Linked DNA regions of Mus musculus: region 2 is linked to region 1. A link is a contact called in public promoter capture Hi-C data. All regions are on one chromosome and are shown on one strand. Each heading gives the region's core, a stretch centred on a gene start, on an enhancer-like site or on the middle of the called end of the contact. The rest is flanking DNA. Distances are from core to core; before and after follow the strand shown. Region 1 has its middle 780 kb from the start of Gm30774. Region 2 holds the start of Ntrk3 (neurotrophic tyrosine kinase, receptor, type 3).

What was found. Promoter capture Hi-C pulls out the DNA fragments that hold promoters and counts their contacts.
Region 2: a contact with region 1 is called in a promoter capture Hi-C map of hippocampal neurons, with 8 times the contacts expected there. The contact joins the promoter of Ntrk3 here to the enhancer-like site in region 1. A contact is called at or near these places in 4 of 39 promoter capture datasets (cranial neural crest, hippocampal neurons, liver and 1 more) and 3 of 115 datasets of contacts at active chromatin or transcription factors (VIP interneurons, embryonic forebrain and embryonic hindbrain).

What each region holds. Positions count from the first base shown.
Region 1 is chr7:77,147,334-77,154,603 of GRCm38.p6, reverse strand. No RefSeq gene overlaps it. Among named protein-coding and RNA genes, the nearest start is that of Gm30774, 780 kb to the right of the region's middle. Within about 2 kb of position 4,568, at least 15 of the 459 cell types and tissues checked have an H3K27ac peak or open chromatin away from gene starts, as enhancers often do. A contact at or near this core is called in hippocampal neurons, where this site is marked.
Region 2 is chr7:78,575,337-78,582,606 of GRCm38.p6, reverse strand. It overlaps Ntrk3 (neurotrophic tyrosine kinase, receptor, type 3), which reads left to right and starts at 4,769. Exons shown (of 17, transcript NM_008746.5): 1 at 4,769-5,071. The coding sequence starts at 4,824. E430016F16Rik (RIKEN cDNA E430016F16 gene) reads left to right here. Exons shown (of 11, transcript NR_015542.2): 11 at 1-1,541.

The sequences.
Region 1 (7,270 bases), core at 3,319-5,818:
CTCTCCTGGTCACAGTATGGTTACAGAAACTCCAACCATCCCATATATATATATATATATATATATATATATATATATATATATATATATATCCCATATATATATATATATATATATATATATATATATATCCCATATATATATATATATATATGACAGGGGATCGTGGAATAGGAAAAGGACCTTGACAGCCATATCCTCTTGAGTCATGAAGGTATGAGCATCATTTTTTAACCTTTCATTCAAAATCAAATATAGGAAGGAGGCCTTTTTTTTTGCCTTTGCCCATTCCCCTTATAGGCAGATGTCCAATGATGCATGCCTTCCCATAGAAGCAAATAAAGCTGGGGGTTAGAAGTCAAATTTGTGTGTATTCTACATTAGTTTGCATTGCATCTTGGATGGTTCGGTAATGACTGTGTTCACCCTGGAAAGGCTGAGTCCCAGATAGCTGCTCAGTCCATGAGTCTAGGTGTTTCACCAGTCTGAGTCAGGCACTAAAAGCTTAGCGATTCCTGAGGAGCCTTGGTCTTCAATCCAAGGAAAACTGCTGAAGAATCTGGGTGCTGTTGTCAGCAAGGAATGGTGACAGCAGCTTCAGAAGCAGCAGCAGCAAAACCCCAACAGAGTAGATGACCTTGTCACCACAATGCAAAGGCAAACAAGGCAAAAGGAAAACCTTTTTGTTCTCTTTCTCTCACTTCCTTTTATCCAGACATGGATACTGGGTACCACCACCCAACGTTTAGAGTGGATCTTCCTACTTCAACTAAACTGATTAAGAAAATCCTTTACAAGTGTGCCCAGAGGCTGAAATCCAGATCCTGTCAAGCTGACAACCAAGATTCACCATCCTTGTGTGTAAAGATCTGACTCTTGAAAGAATGGATTTTTTTTTTATGAAAGATTTTAATAATCCGGCTAGCATTGCCCCTCTACATTGTTAGGAAAGTACTGGACCAAAGTCATACCCTGGCTTCTCTGCTAAAACCAGGTATTATGTCAGGGGGATCAGAAGCCTCCTCAACAATACCAGCTCTCAGCCAGTATGCCACCGGACATAGACAACTGGCACTGCCAGAGCCCAGTTCAATGCCTGACATGCTGGGCAGAGGGTTGTTTCCTTCTGATTCCCTGATCTATTTTGTTTTGTTTTGTTTTCATATTCTATGTGAATAGCTGATTCTTTGTCTCTGCTTCCCTATGTGACGCCATTTTTATATTAGTGTGTGTGTGTGTGTGTGTGTGTGTGTGTGTGTGTGCACTCATGCATGTACTCCTGCAATTACTCTTTGCCATTTGATGACTACTTTCCTACTTTCTTGCCTTTCCAAATTTTAGGTGATAGGCTAGGCTCCTTCAGGCATGATTCAGACACTCTAAATTAAGTGCCACAATAGAGAGTAATAGCCTGGGCACAGGCAGGAGGAAACAGGTGTCAGCTGAACAACCTGTCCATCATTCTAACCCTTCCCCAGCTCTCTGCCTGTGCAGCTGGTTCCCACTTTCTTCCTTGCCTGGAGGGTAGGGGGAGTCAGGGCTCTACAGACTTTAGAAAGGACAGGGCTGGTTGCTGTTCTATTGTAGACTTTTGTGGAACTCCCCAGAGCGGTGGCTGGTAATCTTTTGTTTATATTTGTAAAGTAAGTGAATTTGACATGGAAGTCACCAAGGGAAAGTATATTTGGAACACTGAAATGCCACATTGCAGTCACATTTCTAATCGTGACTGCCCTTTTGAAACCCACACAAAACCAATGCCTCTACACCTCTGCTTTCTTGCCACCCTGTGGCTCTCTTTGCAATCCCACAGTGTGACAAGAACATGATTTCATTTCACGTCAGACTTGACACCAGCTAAACACGAACACAGGGGTTTCTATGTTTCTGTAAACTCTCTGTTTAAGGAGCTACAGACAGAGCAAGGGAAATAGAGACTTGGGTTCTAGCCAAAGAGCTCTGTGCTGACCTGCTGAATGGGTTGCTGCTTCCAGTCTTTAAGGGAAGAGGGAAGGCATATTTAACAAAACAAAAGTGCAGTGGTGCATGGCAGTGTGCCCCTGGGGAGCTATCAACACTGCGCAGGCAAAGTGGAAATTTCTCCCACACAGCTAGCTTACTTTCAGGCTTAGAACTCCTTCTTAGCCTTCTGGCCTTTCCTCAGCCATCTCTCTTTCTCTCAGCCTTACAGCTCAGCTAATGGATTCAAGTGCATGATTAATTTTAATGTCACGTGTACAATCAACTCTCCTCTGGTGATGGTATCTGCATTTTAGAACTACCTCCTAGAAGATCCCTGGAGTCATGGAAGACACAAGGAAGGGCTCCTGGAAGGACAGACTGTAAGTTTGAAAAGTAGGCAGGGAGAGGAGTTTTGAGAGGAACCAGTTGAACTCATTTGCACACCTATGACAAAAAGAAATCTTGTTCTGCCTGAAAATTATAAAATAGGGTGATCCGACGTTGGCTAAGCTCTGGTGGCTATTTACGCTATACCTGTCATTTTATAACTTAAATCCTGTGTTGCCCAATCAACAAGGTCCCATGCAAGCATGGGAAATTTGAGGTGATTTATTCAAGAGAACTGTCCAGAATGGCTGATGTGCCCTCTATTCTTCTAGTCACTATTTGTCCAAAAAGAGCTTTCAGAAAAGGACTTGTTAATATATGTGTAACTTATTTTGGCTGTCCATGGAGATACAAATCTTCCTCATTTCCCCACCTCTATTCAGGACATAGCATATAATAAGAATTATTGACAGCATTATACTGCTTGTCCCAGATTGGATACTTTAATATAGGTGCTGTTGTAATCTTCTTTGTTAACTGACTCCAAGGAGTACAGACTGATTTATGAAACTATTTGAATCCTCACTCCTCATCACATATACATATCCTATATATGTAATTAACACACACTATATATATATATACTATATGAATATATATGTATATATATTATATGAATGTAATACCTCACACTCATTACACTCACTGAGGGTGGAGGGTCAGTTCAAAGTCAGAACTTCAATTAAATGATGAGTTGAAGTCCAGTCTAGGATATATGAAACTTTGTTTCAAGAAATAAAGCAGAAAATAAACAAAACATGATAAGTGAAATGAAATTTCTATTTAATCCAAAACTTTAAACCTGAAGGTTCAGGTCAGTTAGCAGAGCACATGCCTAGCATGCAGGCATCCTTGACTGTCATCCCCAAGACCACAAAAGAAGTAGTGGTACTTCAGCGTTTAGAAGGTGGAGAGAGGACCTCAACAGCTCAAGGACTGCACTACTTAACAAGTTTACAGCCATATTGGAACCATTCTAAAAAAAGAAAAAAAAAATCAAACAGTCAAAATGGCAAGCAAACAGAAAAGAAATGATAAAACAAAACATGACAATAGAAAGAAAGAAACAAAAGCCCAAGCTCTTTCATGTTCCTCCTAGGCTGCTCCTTTGGTCTATCAGTTGGGTGATCCCTGTACATCGTGGGAGCCGTGCCACCTTCTCCTGCTAACAGGGTTTTAAATACTTTGAGCTGGAGCATAAGGACTGGAGAAGCTGAAATCCAAGTATGTCCTGTGACAGACCAGGCTCTGGACACTCTCAGCCTGCCAAATAGCTTTCCTCAGAGAAGGGAGGTACCTTTTCCCGGCCCCAAGGGTGGATCTGCATCTAGCTGCTTATTGCAATTATGAATTTTAAGCACAAAGTGCAAGAAGGGTCAAAGTCCTCCAGGCTATCTTAGGACTCTGTTATAAATCCAGAACATGAAGTGATGCCTGGTGGTGTCTTCACTTTGTTCTCCTAAGTGACATTCCTAGTCAAACTATATAATGAGAGACGCAGGGGAAGACATCTCATTTGTTGAATAGTGAAATGAAAAGAAAAAAAGAATGTCCAAGAACTTAGGTAAGATGGCAGTTTTTTTCAAACTATGAAGCCTGAGTTCTATCTGCAAACCCGATCATCAGTGTCCAAGGAAGTCGAGCCCATTCCTTTCTTTCTTTTTCGTTTTTTTTCCTTTTTTTTTTTTTTTTTTTTGAGGCAGGGTTTCTCTGTATATTCCTGGTTGACCTGGAACTCACTTTGTAGACCAGGCTGGCCTCTAACTCAGAAATCTACCTGCCTCTGCCTCCCGAGTGCTAAGATTAAAGACGTGCGCCCATACCTGACTCCCATTTCTTTAGGACTTTCATGAGACACTAGGGAGATGGCTTGAGAAAGGATTCAGGAAAAGGGGGCAAAGATCTATGAAAATAAAGCAGACACACCAAAAGTGACAGAGAGAAATCACACACGATAACCAAGGAGGGAACACTGTTAAGGCCACATTTCAAGGCCAGCTTGAAGGTCATTTGCAGACTAGTTCCTGTCAAAATCTCAAATGGCAGAATTAAAGGTAATGCTATATCATTGGTAATTCTATTATTATTCATTCAATTGTGCATTCACAAATTATACTTCAATATTTAGAAGTCTGATTCAAACTTAGCCTTTAAAAAAATCACCATGGAGACCGTAGCTGACTAACAATTCTGTCTCCACTGGGAAGGCCCTCCTACACAGGCCTTTAAATGCTGGCTAAGACATCTTCCCATCAGAAAGAAAATCAGTCTGGATTCATGCACCTAGTCTTAATGGAACGAAATTTCTCTAAAAGGTTAATTTCTGCCTTCAGCAATGCCTTCATAATGGGCTATTATGCAGAAAACAGTGGTGGAATGTGGAGCAGGCTATAGTTGATGTCACTATAAAGTGATTTTTGAAAAATAAATACAACACTCAGGACTGAACCACAAGAAACAGTCCCTTCCCTGCCTCCTGGGGCTGACTGCATGTGACCTCATTGTTTGCCTCCTAAGTCTCATGACTTGATTTATTCTGGGGGATTCTTTCCTAACCATTGCCTGGCCCCCAATTCCAGGAAAATCCACATTGCCATGAAGGGACTGCAAGGAATTTTAGCCAGCTTTGAATTATGCACTGTCTGAACAGTTCTTTGCTAACACACTAATACACCATTCCCTCTTAGAAAGTGAAAGAACTGGACTGTTGGCTTTAATCAAGCAATTAACACCAGAGAGATATTCTGAACAGAAAACTCTCTCCCTCCCTGGCTTACCCACTCTCTCTTCTTTCCTTCCCTCTTCATTCTTTCCCTCTCTTCTCATCCTCTCTTCTTCTTCTTTCCTCTCTAACACCTTCTCCAAATCCCTCTCCCTCTCCTCCTCTCTCTCTGTATGTGCCAAGAGGGTTCACATATGTGCACAGGTGCTATGCACATGTGCATATGTGTGTACATGGCAGACATGGCAGAAGACAATCTCAGTTGTTATTTCTTTGATGCCATGCACCTTGATTTTGAGATAGACCCTCTGTGTGGCCTGGAAGTAGTCACATAGGTCAGGTTACCTGGCCAGCATGTATCACAGCACCTGGAACTTTTAATGTGGCTTCTGGTGATTGAACTTATGATCTGAGTCACATAACTGACTGCACCATCTCCTCCTCACTTCCTGTATTAGGAAATATTACGTGGTGTGTTTAAAGAAATTGATATAGAAAAGTGTCTAGGGGAAGTACAGAGAACGTTGCGGTATGTCTTGGGGGCCAAGATTTGAGACCTGACCTGCTAGTTGTGCCTAGTGAGCTGGTCCTCCCTTAGCCACAGCTTGTCCATCAGTAAGTAACACGATGCAAGCTAGATAAGATGCAGCTTTAATTCCTTTCAACTTTATAGCTCTATGGTTCTGCAATTACATTTGTCTTGTCCTTTAGAATACCAAACAGAACCACAAATAGGCATTTAATAAACATGTCTAGATGGCATTGCTTTTTTATGTTTACTGTCTTTCTGCCCCTAAATCATTCTGGCTTTTTAATGTCTTCAACTTAAGATCTTGCAAATTGTACACTTCATTTTGTTTATATATTTAGGCAGCCATGATGCCTTCGGGGTTATGATTATAAATGATGATATTGGCTTGTTATGAGAAGCAAATAACTCCAGGAAAATGTTTCCCAGTAGAATTCAAAGTGTTTCCACCCTAGTCCCCTACGATAACACTTGGAAGTTTCAGGACAAATCAAATTTAAAAATGTCTTATTAGCATGTGAAATATTAGTGGAATGTAACAAAAGATACACTACTGATCATTTTAGCTTTGATATTTTTCATGAGAAAGTTTAACATTTTTTTCTGTACTTCCTATGGAAATTCTTTCTATATTGTCCTGAGTGTTTTGCTTATAATTATTTTATGTCATTCATCCATGAATCCTGGAAGAGACAGCTAACACATAGCTGAAAACTGTGTGGTAATGTTTTGTTTTTGGTTTTTTGTTTGTTTGTTTTCTTTTTCAACTCTCTTTGAAAAATTATTGTTAGTTTGTTTAAAGGAAGTTATGTGTTCAGTGCAAGCAGAGGAGAACATTGACTAAGCTCAGCGGTCAAACTGAACATGTTATTTTCTAAATAAACTTCTCAGAGGTCTCTCTCTTTCTCTGTTTTTTGTTTTTGGTTTTGGTTTTGTTTTGTTTTTTTGTTTTTGTTTGTTGTTTTGTTTTGTTTTGTTTTTAAATCTGGCACTCAAAACATTGTCCCCAAACAGAATGGATCTCTTCTTCGCTGGCTGCCACTAAGCCTCTTCCTGTCATTTGCTCTCTGGCTGATCCTTTGTCTGTGTAATAGTGGGAAATAGATTAACACTCACATCCCTCCCTCTCTTCACAGTTGTCCTGGGTGCAAGGTAACACTGGTCTTGCTTTTTCGCCCTAGTGTTCTTTCAGAGAGGAGTGACCTACCTACAATGACTCTCAGGTTTAAACTAGAACAAGAACTAAGGCTTTCAGCCTCCCTCTCTAGGACTGTTTGCTCTACTCTCTGTGGTCAGGTCTGAGTGGGAGCTCTCAACTACATATTTGTGCTTTTACTGTTAGCACTCAGGGCACAACGAGTTTCCAGATTTGTGAATTTCGTGGGCAGCAGGAATGGGAGAAAAGAGAAATGGCTAGGGAAGGACAGGGCATGGACTGCACAGCTTCAGGGGATCCACATAACAAATGTCCTTGCCTCTGCTTACTAAAGCATTAGTCTGCTAAAGGGTGGTTATACAACTGAACAACAACAACAAAAAGGCAGGTATGCGATCTCCAGAGACAGGTGCCTTCTGGTTTACACGGTCCAAGGAGCATGCCCTGTTTATCTGTGAATATGATATATAGCATTTCAGAGGGAGCCAGAGATGAATGCCAATGACCATAAGGA
Region 2 (7,270 bases), core at 3,520-6,019, 1.4 Mb before region 1:
ACATCTTAGAACTTGAGTTGGGGTCCTGAACTGGGGTGTCCTGTGCTTAAATTTTCCTGCTTTGTGGGGCTTACTTTGATGCTCAACTTGTCCACCTTCACAGATTCATTTTCGGCATCCAGATTTGGCTGAAGTTCTCTCCTTGGCCTCCGACTTTATGAATAGCATTGCATGTTCTCAGTCTCTTGCATGGGCACCTCTTCTTCTAGCACATGACGAGGTCTGTCTCTTCCAGCACAGCTCTTCGGAACAACAAGTTCTTGGGAGCCCAGGCCTCCCACCGTCCCCTCAGGTGTTCCTCAGAACTGCCATTCGGGACCATTGCTCCTTTCTCAGCTCCCACTGAGAAACTGGGTCCTAAATCGGCTCAGGCTAGAAAGCTGTGCAGCATAGCTTCTCGGTTCAGACTGATATTGTAGGAGTAAGGCATAGTGGGTGGAGTAAGGTGTAGGAGTAAGGCAATATTTAGGGTCTGGCCTCCATCCCAGAAATATGGCCACTGGCTCAGAAGTGTGGAGCCATTGGAAATGGGGATGTGGCAAGGTGAAAAGGGTGATCATTGTGTGTGTGTGGGATAACGGGGGAGTCTTAGAAAGCACTGGTTGTGGGGTCAGCACACTATGTTTTTTTTGCTTCCTGAATTTCTACTCCCTTCCTAGGTACAGGGACTTTGAGCTGCTTTGAATCCTTCCTCAGAAGTTATGGGCATTCATAGTCTGGAGCGGATTTCTTTAAGAAAGAGACATGTGCTTGATTTCTGTAGATAAATGGGGAGCAGAAGGAGCTCCGTGCCCTGTTAGGCAGCCCTGTCTGACCTATACGGTTGGAGATTTCCTTGGAACCTTTGGAAGCCCTTGGCATCTTCTTTAAGCCCTTGCATCTGCCTTGCTGGGAAAGCTTTCTAAGTTTTACATTTTGTACAGGGAAACAAACAAACAAACGTTGTTCCTTCTTGTCCCTTCTTGGTCAGCAGGGGGTTGGAGGGTTGGTGTGCACTCTCCAGCTTCCTCATTTAGGAAACTCCATCTGGCAGCTGAGAAGATGGGGACAGATTATCCTGATTGTCTGGATGCTGAGATGAGTCATATGTCCAGGACACAGAGGCCACATACTGGGAATTCAGGATGATATGACAAGTCCTTCTTCCCTGTCAACCAGGACATTCTCAGCAAGATGACAGCATGGTTTGAATGCCCTGGGTACCTGTTGACTGAGAGGAGAGTGTCTGTCCCAGGGACTCTGTCCTAGCCCCTTACCCATTTCTGGCTTACTTTGACTGCTTTTCTGTGGCCTGTAGGCGTTTCACTGATAGTGGAAGTTTAAAGATCTCCTCTCTCTCTCTCTTTCTGTGTGTGTGTTCATGTTTATGCACATGTATGTGGGTGTATGTGGAGTCCAGAAGTTGATGTCTGGTGTTTTCCTTGCCCTATTTTTTGAGACAGGGTCTCTCACCGAATCTTGCTGGCCAGCTAATACCTAACACCAGAGATCTTCTTGTCTCTACCCCCAGCAGTGCACACTGCTAAATAAATCCATTTTTTAAAAACATGGGTGCCGAGTCTTCATGCTTGTGTGATCAATACTTTATTGATGACAGCCATCTTGCCAGCCCCAAAGTTCTGTTTTTGCAGGCACCCAAGACACTCATTTATTCTAACTGGATGCTTCTGGGAACCTACATGGAATCCCTGTTCCTTTCTAATGAGTCCCTTCATCCAAGGCTTGTGGAGAACCAGAGATGATTCGAGCTGTAGGGGCTCTGAAGCTGCCCCCACCCCATGCCTGTCAATCACCTAGGGGAACTTCTTAAAATGTTTGGTTTGGGAAGTCTCTGATGAGGTCCAAGGAGTTGTATTATCTATTACAAGCTGGCAGGGACTGTGGATGTCATCAGTTAAAGGAGAGCAAAGACCTGGTTCCATGTGGTCATTTCATGGATTTGAAAGCTGAGGCCCAGAGTGTAAGTCTATTTGTTCATGGTCATAAGTAGAACTCTGCTCTTTCCACTTGCATTAAAAAAAAAGAGCCTTCTTCATTTTTAAGCTTTACTTTCTAAGTGGGCTCAGAGCTCCTAGCACCTTACCTTCATCCTATCCACGGTCAAGAATGAAAGACCTTTTGTCCAATCAGAGTCCCTTGCTTCACAGCCTGAATTTTCACTCTCTGAAGAGGTTTCCAAAGTTTTGCTTTGAAACCCGACTTATGGATAGCATCCTTTCTTTGCAGGCAGTAATAAAAATCGTCCTTGTCCTTAAAAATGGGCGGGGCACCCTTTAAGACACAACTATGCTTTCTCCTTGTTGGAGCTCTACTAAATCCCCTCAGGCAGTCAGCTATTCTGTCTCCCTGGGGTAGTCTGGGAAATGCTTCCTATTTCTCCTCTGCTATCTCTCAAGAGAGGCCAAGTTCCAGTGTCCTGGCTACACCTTACTCTCCCTGCCTCTCAGAGAACCCTAAAGTCACTCAGGATGGCACTTGAAGTGTCAGGGAGATTCCCAATGGACAAGGACATCAGGGACTGGCCTGAAGCCAGTAGGTTCTGGTTTGAGAGTCTAAGGCTGTCTCCACTCTGTCCCCTCCTGCTGGCGGGAGGGCAAAATGCCATTCTGGGGACAAGGCCATCATGGCGACAGGGTGTAAAAGTCTCACTGGGGCAAAAGGAAGGCAGAGTGTAATGAGAAGTCGGGGAAAATGCCTTTTATAGGCATGCTCTTTTCTTTTCCTCCTTTCACCCAAGTTTACTCCCAGCAAAAAGTGTTACTGCAAGCCATCGGGTCTGTCTGTCGGTGGCACTAGGGGCAGGCTGGTGGCACCGCAATACCCCTTCCCCCCATCTTGCCTGCAAGTTGCATGACCTGCATTGGAATCCACAGGGGGGCGGGGGAGAATCCTTTCAGATCCTGGATGCTGTTGAATTCAATGTATTTTGCTTCCTTGCCTGCCCTCACCCAAGCTCGGGGAGGAGAGCGCTGCTTTCTTCTGCGTGTGAATGCTGTAGTGTGTCTGCCTGCTCGGATTCCCCTAACCCTTTCTTCTCCTTTCCCACAGCAAAATCTCAGGCTTTCTCAGGAAATAGCTCGCATTTGGCATATTTACATTTGCATTTTATTTTTAAAACAATCCTATCAAGGCAAAAAGCGGGGGCTATACTTCTCTCCCCATCAGGTCTAAACTTGCCTCGAAGGCTGCACCTGTTTTGAGCCCCTACCAGGAAGGGGTGTTTGTGGGGGAGGGAAAGAGGAGGTTCTGTGCCCCCCAAATCATCCGGAGAGAGCAGTCCGCCCACCCCCTCACCAGGCTGCCAGCTCGGCGCACCCGAGGGCTGAGCCCAAGAAGCTGGCCTCCGACGGTGCTGGCGTGGTGCTTGCCAAAAAATGCCCTTCGCATCTCAATTTCCTGGCCGCTTCTTTCGCATGAATCGCTCGCCCTGGGCCACCTCGGTTCTCCAGCGCAGTCCTGCAGGCGCTCCTTCCCTCTTTCTCTCCTTCTCTGGTCCCTGTTTGTCCAAGGCGGAACCCATAACGCACCGCCAAGAAGGAGCAATAGGCTCAGGGGCACTCAGTGTGCCATGCCACGCAGTCCCCTCCCAAGCTGAGCCCAGCTCCCGGGACTCTTGATTACCCAAATGAGTGTCATTCAGATCTAGGTCTGCACGTCTGCGGCCGGCGTCCCTGGCTGCCTCGCTCGGGTTCCTGTGCGCTCCTGATTCCCGTCACTGTCCGTGAGCCCGAGACCCTCACTCAGGCTGGGGAGCATCCCGGGTCACCTGGGCCACGCTCATTTCGCTTCCTCCTGCGGAGGAGATTGCAGCAAAACCGGGCAGCACGAGGGCCAAAAAGTGGAAGGGAGAACGCCTTTCGTGTTGCTCAGTCAGCTTGCCAACTCTCCCTCCCCAACGCCGACCCTCGGAATCCCAACTGCAACTTTTCCTTTCCGTCTCGTTTTCCCCTCGGCTGCAGCGAGCGGGCGCGGGCGTGGAGCGGGCGGGCAGCGGCGCGGCTGCGGGTGGCGGTACCGGCGAGAGCCGAGAGCCGGCGAGTGGGTGGGTGGGTGGGGAAGCAGGAGGGAGAGGACGGGCGGGGAGAGAGAGGGGTGTGGGGAGGGGAGGGAGGGGGAGATTCCGCTCTCCTGCCTCTCCCAGCCCGGGCGGGGGGCGGGGGGGGGGGAGGAGGCCGCGAGGAGGGAGGGGAGGAGGGAGGGAGGGAACCGAGGAAGACGCTCCGATAACCCGTGCGTTTCGTAAGGCTCGGAGCACTTGTACATTTCTGCAGGCGCGTAGCGAGCCATTCGCCGCGACTGCTGCAGCTCTGACTGCATCTTCCTTCTCCTCCTTCCTCCAGCTCCGCGCGTGTGTATGTGAGTGTGTGCGAGTGTGTTTTGCAGGTGTGTCCGTTTTAATTCTGCCTAGGAGGTGGGACTTGGTGACTTTAGCACCATCTTTTTTTCTTTTTTTATTATTATTTTTGCCTTCCCACCGTCTGTTGTTACAACCCTGCAAAGTCTCGGAGTCGGAGAGCGCGCCTCGTTTCCAGAGCTTCTGGACCCCGCAAGCCGGCGAGCGCCGAGCCGGCCACCATGCCCGGCAGACCGCGCCACTAGGCGCTCCCCGCGGCTCCCACCCGGTGGCGGCGGCGGCCGCGATGGTTTCCGACGCTGAAGGATTTTGCATCTGATCGTTCGGCGTTTCAAAGGCAGAGGCCCCCCTCCCCCTTCCCCCCTCCCTCGCTGTCTTTGTTTCCTTCCCCCCCTGCTCTCCCCACTCCCCCCACCCCACCCCCCTCTCCTCTCCTCCTCCTCCTCTTTTTTAGAAGCAGCGATCGGAGATGGATGTCTCTCTTTGCCCAGCCAAGTGTAGTTTCTGGCGGATTTTCTTGCTGGGAAGCGTCTGGCTGGACTATGTGGGCTCCGTGCTGGCTTGCCCTGCAAATTGTGTCTGCAGCAAGACTGAGATCAATTGCCGGCGGCCGGACGATGGGAACCTCTTCCCTCTCCTGGAAGGGCAGGATTCAGGGAACAGCAATGGGAACGCCAGCATCAACATTACGGACATCTCAAGGAATATCACTTCCATGTAAGTCAGGCGGCCGCTACCCAGCCCGCCCCCCACCCCCGCCCCAGCTTCGCGTCTCCGTCTTGCCCGCCCGCGGCCCGGGAACTGGCCCTGCGCTCCCCAGCTCGCCTCTGTTCGCAGCCCGCCGGGTGCGCATCAGGCTCGCCCTGGCTCGGGAGATGCTGTAGGGCTGCGTGTTTCAGGTGACTCCAGCCCTAGCCAGGCGTGATTTGATGATGCTGGTGGGTACCTCTCCCTGGAGAGGACCCTTCCGGGCGGAGTGCACCCGGGCCCAGCTCCTGTCCCCGCCCCCACCCTCTGCCTGCTCGTTTCGAGGGTGCGAATTGGGTTCTATGCCCCCCACTAAATAGCAACAGTTTGGCCACGCTCAAGTGGAATAAAGTAGAGGCGTCTCGTTTCCCTGACAGGCGGTGGCAGATAGCGGCGGCAGAGGCAAAGCTTAGCCTAGCCTTGGAGGGAAGGTGACAGATAGGGACTGCTTGAGAACCAATCGGGATTTTTTAAAAAAAAAACTGTTTCCCTTTGGAGAGAGCAAAACATGCCAATAAGTAAACAAGTTGGAAGCTGGCTTCTCCCGAGGAGACTTCGGACGTGTTCTGGCCGTCATGGACGCCTACCTCTTTGCTTTTCCTCCCCCCCACCTCCCGCCGCCTTCTCCAACCCCATTTTGGGCATTTCCGAGACATCCCCCCCTTTCCCACCCTCATCTGCATCTGGGCGCCTACAGACCCTTTCCTGGCTTGGGCTTCCATAACTGCCCAGGGTAATTCTGAGTCAGGTTGCTGGAGGCAGGAGAGAGAGGACGACCTGGGTTTTGGGAAGGAAATTTCTTTCACAATTCTGCGGTTCCTTCCCCCCACCCCCTTTCTCTCAAAAATTGAACTCTGCGTGGCGTTTGGCTGGTTTGCCCCGGCTGAGTGGGACCCTGTGTAGTGGCCTGCTCTTTTCTTGTTGTGTTTCTTTGGTAGGGATGGGGCCAGAGGCCTGTGAAGGAGTGAAAGGAAGAGTCAGGGCCAGGAGCCTGCATAGCCTTTCTTTCATTCTTCATTCTTCAGCCAGGTGACCACCACCCCTCTGACCTCTCTGCCCCAGGAAGGAGAAGGGTGTGGATAGCTCTTGGATGCTCGGAGGGCAGCTCATTGGTTTTTGCCCCGTGCTCTCATCCCTTGGGAGCCCCAGGACTGACTAGGACGGTGGCCAGGCTCTGAGGGAGACGTTTAGGGTAGCTCTTTGCCTTGGGGACGGACTAGAGCAAGAAGGGACCCAGTGTGCTGTGGCTACTGCCCTCTCAGTGTCCACCCCCTCCCCTCTTTGCTCCAACCATTGCCTCAGGACTACAAAGCCTGAAGGAATTGGAGTCAGGCTCTCTCCAAAGCCCACCAGTTCTCTTGGTATAAGAGAGACCAGCTTGTGTTCTTGCAGCTTACACTTTGAGGGAGATGAACAGCCCCAGAAGATGTCCCCGACTCCTGGAGACAATCCTGACCCATATCTTAGCTCTGCCTTTCATTCCTTACTACCTCCAGGATGGTCAAGGATGTCCAGATAGACAGCAAAGGGGTAAGGGGAGGGGAGAAGAGAGCAAAGGAGAAGCCTCTACCCACTTGGAGGCCAGTGTCTGTCCAGGAGCAAGGTCTGGAGGAATATGTTTCAGGGAAGCTTGGCCCCTGGATTGTAGGGATGGCTGCAAAGAGCTTAGTGGCCTGTGCTCTGGAGTTGGGCATGGAGATTTTCAGGTGATTGGATGTGCCAAGGGCTGGAGAGTTTGGGAGCCAGTGAGCTGTGTCTGCCTTGTTCTCTGCTCTAAGGATGTGTATGTCCCTGGGAACCCTCAGGGAGGCAGGATTGGTCACAATCAGATAGGCTCTTTATGGTCACGAAGAGGTGTCACACCTCTCAAAATGAGGTTTGGGGAAGCGGTTCTATGGGGGGGGGGGAGTAGGATTAGTTGTTCCCCGGAGACATTGGTGGGAGGAGGGGACACAGTTGGCCTCTTGCTCCTCTCCTGGCATTAGAGGATCCCAGGAGAGTGCCTGTGGCGATCTGAGCAGGGAGACTGGGAGCCGCTCAGTGGGAACTGGACTCAGCAGCCATCAGGACTCTCTCCTAAACCCATCTGACATCAAAGAGAAAGTGGTAGGGAAGGTCAGAGGTCAGGGGTTAGATGACCCTCCCTCACCCCATCTTCCCCCCAGTGTC